2 separate regions of the Anas platyrhynchos genome follow, and region 2 is linked to region 1. A link is a contact called in public Hi-C data. All regions are on one chromosome and are shown on one strand. Each heading gives the region's core, a stretch centred on a gene start, on an enhancer-like site or on the middle of the called end of the contact. The rest is flanking DNA. Distances are from core to core; before and after follow the strand shown.

Evidence for each region. A called contact is a pair of places that touch in the nucleus more often than the background predicts.
Region 2: a contact with region 1 is called in a Hi-C map of skeletal muscle, with 2.0 times the contacts expected there. The contact joins two enhancer-like sites. A contact is called at or near these places in 4 of 8 Hi-C or Micro-C datasets (liver, skeletal muscle and subcutaneous adipose tissue).

The regions. Positions count from the first base shown.
Region 1 is chr22:5,078,047-5,082,042 of IASCAAS_PekinDuck_T2T, forward strand. The region is part of intron 3 of DISP3 (dispatched RND transporter family member 3); the gene reads left to right. Among named protein-coding and RNA genes, the nearest start is that of DISP3, 36 kb to the left of the region's middle. Within about 2 kb of position 1,980, at least 1 of the 8 cell types and tissues checked has an H3K27ac peak or open chromatin away from gene starts, as enhancers often do.
Region 2 is chr22:5,130,015-5,134,075 of IASCAAS_PekinDuck_T2T, forward strand. The region is part of intron 4 of DISP3 (dispatched RND transporter family member 3); the gene reads left to right. Among named protein-coding and RNA genes, the nearest start is that of DISP3, 88 kb to the left of the region's middle. Within about 2 kb of position 2,212, at least 2 of the 8 cell types and tissues checked have an H3K27ac peak or open chromatin away from gene starts, as enhancers often do.

The DNA.
Region 1 (3,996 bases), core at 730-3,229:
GAAACGTCATTTGTGGCTCTAAAGCAGGTCCACCTGAGTCACTACAAACACCAAAAATATTTGTTGTATCTGTAATATTGTTTTTCTTCTGTAGCTTTGAAGTTCTGAGAAAAGCCAGGTGGATTTTCCACTCTTGGCTCACTCTGCCTCCTTTTTCCTTTGTTTCTCTTTCTGCCTCTGCAAAGATGTCACCATGATGAAGCTCTTGATAGATTCCTGGGTGACTCCCACCCGGTGGTGATGGATTGCTGCTCTGTGCTGCACGCTCCAGCTGTCTCTGCAGTTCAGTCTGCTGGATTGACAGGGCCCATAAATCACTCTGGAAGGCAAAGTGCTCTGAGAGCTCTGTCCCCATCTGTGATGCGCTGATGGGACATAGCCTCACATACCCCACATGCATGTGGGCCTGGCAGAATGGAGTGGCTCTGGATCTCAGAGCTGGCTGCTAGGTGCTCGTGTGCCCCTTTTTGGATTCGAGGAGGCTGGGTGAGAAGGGCTGGGAACATGTTGTCTCTTCTATTGCTGTTTGCTTTCTCTGCAATGCAGTTTTTCACAGAACTGGAAAAGGAAGGAGCTATCACATGGAGGAACATGTAGGGGAGAACTGGAACTGGAACAGTGGATGATAAGGGGCAGGGGGCATGTGCCATGCAGGCAGCTGCAGAGCCTCCTCACTAGTAGGACCAGAAGTTATGGAGAAAAAGCAGGGGAAGGGAAGTGTCTGGATAGTGCTGCTATCTTTTGGTTGGTCCCCACTTGCCTTTTTGGGGGTGGAGTAGAAGGAACTGAAGGGCACAGTGAATAAAGAGCCTTGGGAGAAGAAAAAGGGAATCTCAGCATGACAAGCAAGAAAAGCTGCACGTTAGGCTATCCTGGGATGCAAGAGGCACTTGTTCTTTGCAGGCATCCAGGAATTTGCCAAAGTGTCCATGAGAGCCCGTGCAGCAGTAGTGCTCCATCCCCATGCTGCACGTGCCTCCTGTCCACCACGGGTGTAGCAGAGGCAGCATCGATCATACCTGCAGGCACCCAAACCTCGGCTGTGCAGATCCTACAATTACATCAAGGAAAATCCCCAGTTTATTCACCCCTGGGTCTCATCAGGACAACGACTGCCTCACAAATCTTTGTAACCACCATACTAGCTGTAGCTTTGTGAATCTCCAGAGTGGTCCCAAAAATTGGGGGCTACCATTTTCCACAGGGTGGCAGCAACATGCTTCCATTTTGCTTGCCGAGCAATCCCACTTGGGTGCTTCTCTATCAAGGTTCTGGCTAAGATTAAACCTGAAAAGAGAGATGTTTCTAGGAAGGAGAGGGGGAAATTTGCATTTGCTCCTTGCAGACAGCAAACATCCACAGATGAAGCATCCTGACAACGTTAAGGGACAGCAGGCAGAGCTGGATGCAGGATGTGCCTGCTTCTTTCCAATGCAGCATGAACCTGCCTTCCAGATTAACCCCACTGCTTCGTTCCCCTGTCTCAGGAATTCCTCAGGGTGGACGAGAGAGAGATTTTGTTTCCCAGAGGTTGAAACTGTGAAATGACAGATGAAATTTTTATTATGATGATTTTTAGTTTTGTGTCTGGGTTTGCAACGATGGTGAAAATTCTCAACAAAAATACCTCATGAATATTCAATTACAGTGCCAGCAACACTTTGCAGTCATGGATTATTTATACATGAAATAACCAAAGCTTCATAAATAATAAAATAGCAGCAATCTCCGCTGTGTTTTATGTTCCCCATAGCCAGCACGGGGGCGGGGAGGATGTGTCTTTGTAGCACATTTACATGCTGTATCAGCCCCTTGCAGGCTGGGAGTAGCAAGGAGGACAGAAATAGCAGAACAAAGTGTGAAGGTAAAGGCACCAGAGGTGTGGATGTGCACAGCACAATATGTGCACGAGGAAATGTTTCATTTGCTGTGCTGGTGGGTGCATTTGATGGCAGAGCACAGCATGAGGCTGTGTGGGAGAGGGGCTGCAGCAAGGGGAGAAAACTTAGAGCCAGGGTGTGTTGTCTGGGGGCAAGAGCACTGGGCGCTTGGCTGCCTTTGGCTTGCTGTAGCATGACAGCAGTTATCTATATGCCCATAAATGTAAGGGATGTCCCATAAAGGACTGCAGTAATATCAGGGCATCTTGTTTAAGAAAGCAAGCCCTTGCTTCTCAGATTTTCCCCTAAAAGATCTGTGCTTGGTGGTTTCAGATCATCCAAAAAGCCCCATGCAGAACTAATGGTCCCCTCCTGGGAGAGGCTCAGGTTGGCCTAAGTGGGAATGGGTAAAAGAACAGAGCCCCTGTAGCCACAGCAGCACCCTCTTCAAGTCCTCTCTCGCCTTTAAGCGTGCTTTAATGCCCAGCACAAATCTCTCTCCCTCCCATTTTCCAGCTGAAAGGCTGGCACATGCTATACAACTTGTTAGACAAGTGACCCAGGGGAAAGAAGCATGATTCTGGGCAATGTCGAACGGAGCTCTTCTCCAGCCCAACCCCACCGTTCAATCAATAATAAAACAGGGTAAGACTTATTAGTTGTTTTCCTTAACACCAGACAGCGGTGTGAGCACCTGATCTTTACAGACTCCACCGCTTTCAGGAGAAAGGCTCTTCTGCCCAGGTGCCTTTGCTGGGTATTCAGCAACGAATTAATCCTATGGAGATGAACAGAGGGAACAAAGCCCTCCATTGCCCAGAGTTTTCCCTCCTTTCCTGAAGGTTTATGCTGATGTTCCTCTCTTTACCACTCCCGCTGGGAAGCACTAAATGCCAAATCACTAAAAATGTCGCTGGTTGCTCTGAGGGATGATTCATCACTCCAGTTTGGTGGCAGCATATTTATCCCCCCATGAGCCCACCCGGCAAGAGAAAAGAGATAAATTGCTGTCATCTCTTTTTATGGAACATATAATCAGGTGGTAACATGGAGAGTCGCCTCAGCTCAAAGTCATCCAGGATGAATTATTCATTCATTTAAAATGTGTTAAAACGAAAGGGAAATCTTCTTCCTGATGCAGTATCTCTTCCTGGCGTTGCTGCTGTTGGGCGTTGCTTGAGGAGTCCTGTTCTGATGCGTATCACGAAGCATGGGTGGTTCTGCACTGCTCCCAGGGAAGAAGACAAATGTCCCTGCTCATGGCTCAGGAACAGGATCTCAGGCTCACAGAATCACACAATGAGCGGCTCAAATGTTTCTCAGCATCCTCCTGAGAGCTGGTCAATGGGGCTTGGGGAACACCTCGGCCTTTTGGGGCTGGATCTTTGCACATGGGAGAATTTAAACTCCTGTCTGGGTCCTGACGGCAGGCTTCTCATTTTTATCCCCTAAGAAGATTTGTCCCATGAAACTTGTCCCTGTCACAAAGAAAACCTTCCTATAGTAAGCTCAAGGAGGCCATGGTTCTCAGAGTAAAAAGGCTGAGGTAATTTCTTCTGAAAAACTTTCAGAAGTAGCCATCTGACTATGACTGTGCCTCCGTCCTGCAGCAGCAGGGAGTCTGTGTTTTTAGAGATTGCCTTCTGGCTGCTTGCTAGTCCGTCTTTGAGGACCAGTGATTGTTTAAATGGGATACCTTGAGTTCTGATGCCCTTGGTTTGGATTCCTCAGCTGGAACAGGCCTTCTAATGAGCTTTACTCTTTCACTTGAGACTGTTTTTAGCATTATGTTCAAAAATGTGTGTTTTTTACTCACTGGAAAGTGGCATTTAATGAAAACTTTCCCAAAAAAAGTGTTGTTAGTTGACAAATACAGACTTTTCATGATTTGGAGTATGACTATTATCTGTCTGACTATATGAAATAAATACCAGCTTTTTATATTTAACAAGACAGACATTTTTTTTCAGGTTAAAACTTGTTTTTGTTTGTCTTTGTATTGAAAAATATTGTGATGATTCTGTGAAAAGTTTTGAAAGAACTGAATATCAGCTCTTCCATTTCCCATCTCAGCTAAAAAGGAAGAAGAAAAATGCTCTTGATACAGAGCAAAGTT
Region 2 (4,061 bases), core at 962-3,461, 52 kb after region 1:
TGTCTGTCTGCTTGGACTCCTCACTTTACACTAATAACACTGTGTTTGGAAACAGGGGTGTGCCCTAAAAGCAACTGCAAAAGATATTCCCCCAGCTTCACCTCCCAAAGGACACTTTTTCCACTTTCAGCAACCAGGGGCTGTTCTGCAGTGATGGTTTGAGTTCTCAGTTATAGCCACGTGCCAGCAGTCCCTCTGTCCACCCTGGAGGCAGCACAGCTGGGTCTGTCCCCACACTGCTGTGGCCCCAGTTCACAGCCAGCCACACAGACCCAAACCCACTGACATGGGTGGGACAGGCTCTAGGAAATGACCTGGAGACACTGCAACAGGCAGAGCTGCCCTGCCAGAGCCTGAAACCACCCTCTTGGGTAGAAACCAAGCCACATCTCCCCTCTGCCTGGGCTGAGATGCTCGGACACATGCATGGCCCCTGTGCCGGGCATTTTTGGGTCCCTGGGAGAGAACCAGCACAAGCTTTGACTTCCTTCCCCGTGATGTTCAAATATATTCAGGCTGGTATTCAGAGGGAAACACCTGCATGAAGCAATGTACAAAGCATCGCTGTGAACAGGTGGAGGGTTTCAGTTGTGCTCCCTGTTTGCTTGGGGTGTGAAAACAGCACGAGCTTTTATTTCTGGTACAGCAACTAAGGCAGGATGCAGAATGCTAGGTGCAAGGGTCCGGAGATGAAAGACTTAGCTGCTTAGCTTCCCAATGTATAAATAGCCGATGCTGAGATAGCTATGTGAGCTATTTTAAAGTGGGGACAAAAGATTTATTTGCCAAGCAGTTACCGTACAGAACCCCCACCACTGGGTGTTTGCATATTAGCCATGTGCTCCATTGCTAGGAACCAGCTTACCTCTCTGAGGTCAGGATGGAACGGGATTGATTTACAGCAGCTATGAATCTGGCCTCTGTTTCCCCACACACACTTTTATTTTATTTTTTTTCCAGATAAGTGACATTAATAGGAAAAATACCTGATATAAATGCGTGGAATTGGAGTGTCATCTTCTCTTGCATTAATCATTAGGCCAGAATGTGCCCTGGGTTTGTACGTGCGTGCTGGAACATTTCCCACACACTGCTGATGGTGATTTACACCAGGAGAGAAAGTTGCTGCTTTCCAGAAATCATTTTCCTTGCTAGGAATTTCTGACCTAGAACCTTCCTAGGAACTTCTTGTTTTCCAGGAATTTTCTGACCTAGCACTTTGCTACTATTTTTTTTTTTTTTCTGGGAATCTTTGCTGTTTTATGGGAATTTTTGCTTTCTGCTAATTTTCTTACCCACAGTCACCTTTGCAGGCTCTCCTGGTTCTCCAGTGGCCAAAGAGATTGGTAACATTTCCAAAGCGGCAGTGGGTATGCAGCCTTATTTCAGCATGTGAATGGTTTAATTTCATTTCTTGTCTTCCTTTTTCTGATTCTTTTTCTGTTCTGGCTTCCTGAACTGGGCAGTTCTTCCACCTGATGCTCAGAAGCATTTTCATACAGCCTCTACCACTATGCAGAACCTGCTGATTGTCCCCACTGCAAAGCTGGTGGGAAAAGGAGTGAGAGAGTGCTTTGCTTAAGCATATTTTATTTTTATTACATCAGAAAGTAATATCTGAAACCCCAAATATTTCAGCTTAAACTAATATATCTTGGGTTCCAGACAGTGCTTCGTAAAGATTTGTGTTTCCTCTGAAGAGATGAAATTTTTTGCTGGCACAGTAAAGCATTTCCTGAGAAGCTCTTTATTCCCATTTAGGTATTTGGAAACAAACGGCCGGGTCTGAAAAGCTTTGAGCACTCAGAAATTCTGTTACAGGTGATGGGAGCTGCAGGCCTAATGCTCAGGTGTTTAAATATGGATTAGAAAACCTACCTTTGGGCATCCCGATTTGAAAATATTGGCTTTTTATTACCAAAATGCCTTGACTTGTCCCCGGTGTGACTGCTGCTCCTGCGGCGCCTTCCTCCTGCAGGATTTTGCCTTCAGCTCGCTTCTGAAATGCGTCAGGACACAGAGGGCTGTGCGTGACTTCTGTCGGTGACACGGCGGCTGAGGGGACCTGCGAGTGGTGCTACACGGAGGTCAGGCAGCTGCCAGGGCATTTCTGTCAGCGAAAAGCGGTTGAAGAGCTCGGCTAACAGCGCTCCCTCCGCGGTGTCAGGGGCCTCAGGGGACTGGCAGTGGAACACGGCGCTCTTTGCCTCTCCTCACCAGTTAATATTCTCTCTGGTGAGTCATAAGTGAAGGCTGGCGTGAGCCGGCTGGGATTTTTGGCCTCTTTGAGGTGACCTTGCGGAATGAAGCAAAGTTTCTAAATGCCACATTCGGCAGCCTTCCCTCGGTGCTGCACCCAGGGCAGAGCGCAGGGGGAGGCACCTGCAGGCTGCGGCTGGCACAGGGCAGCTCTGAAGGGGCACGTTGAGAAAACAGCAGCTTACCCTTCAGGGCCAAATTCACAATCACTGGGGGCTGAGAGCAATGAAGGCAGCTGATAAGGAGAGGCAGCAGTGAGCAAATAAATGGCTCCCCAAAGCTCTCCCACCACCAGGCTGTAGAGAAGGGAGCAAAAGGCTAAAGGAAGGCCAAAGCAGAGAGAGCCAGGGTGACTTTTTCAAGGTCCCAGAGGGGATCTATGGCAGAGCAACAATGGAAATAGAGGGGTCCTCTGACTGCCATGAGCCTCAGGCCATCCTGCCTCTGTGTTGACTGTTATTTTTTGTGTATATCATTATTAATTTGAAGAAAATCTATCTATGGTAAAAGTTCACATCACGTCTCCCTTTCTGTGCTCAATTCCTACTATGATTTGTAGTGTAGAGCCTATTTAGGAAGAGCTCTTTAACTAAGGGGCAGGTAAAATGGTATTTGATGCTCTACAGGTGGATGTGGAGAAGAAGAGGACAATTGTGGAGGGTTTTCTGCACACTCTGGGGCTCAAGGAATAGGGATAGGAATAGGAATAGGAATAGGAATAGGAATAGGAGAAGTAGAAGTAGAGCAGCATTCATGAGAGGAATACCGTTAAGAACAAGGCAACACTACCCTGATTCATCGGTCCCTGCAGGGAGACAGCTGCTGCATTTGTTCTGCTGGCTTCCACCTCGGAGTGACCTGTAATGTATAACGTCACCAGGAGGCACAGAAATGGCCTCATCCCTCTCCCCTTCCCTCTGTCCTCTGATGAGGATGCTGAAATAAAGGAAAGGATGTCATGTTCAAGGTTGCACGGTGAGTCAGTGGCAGAGCTGGCTGGGGACAAGCCTCAGGACTTCTCGAGTCCCTGGCCTGCATCCACTGTGCATTCACTGGCACGAAGCAGCTCGGCAAATCCCGCATTCATTACAAGACAATAAAGCTTTGCTGCATGGGCCTTTTTTTTTTTTACAATGTCTCTCAAAACCCAAGACTGATTTGCATTTTAAAACCACCAGTTACAGCTCAGGAAAATGCTATTCAGTAGTTCCCAGAGCTCAGGAGTAAAGATTCTCTCTCAGTTGTTCTCTCCCGGTTCTTCCGCCTAAAATATATCTTTGTCCAAATTGCACAATCCTTATTGCTAATGTTTATATCATGAATATTCAGGACATCCTGGGGCTTTGGGACTCCAGTGGAAAGGTGAGCACAGGAGGCACGGCTGCCCTGGTACTCCTACACTCCGAACGTGCAGGGCAAAGATGTCAGGGTGAGAAGACTTGTTTGGTTAGGATGCGAGCTCGGGGATCCTAATGCAGTCTGTGCGCCTTTGGGGAGTGCTGGTGAAACTCCATTAAACAGAGCAGCGAAGGCCTTTTAAACAAATAACTTCCATAAAACCATTAACTTCACTTAATTGCAAGGAAAATGCCCCCCGCTCAGCAGGGGTGCGGAATACGCTTCGCCTCCCTTTACTTCTCTTCCTTTTTTTTGTGTGCAATCTGCAGCCGAGCCTTCCTTCCCCAGAGACCTTCCGAACTGGGGCACCGACCTGCCCCCAAAGCTGCGGGGCTGCACCTGTCAGCAGCAGCAATTTAGGTCTGCACGTGCGAATTCCTGCTGCTGCTTAGAAAAACCTCAGC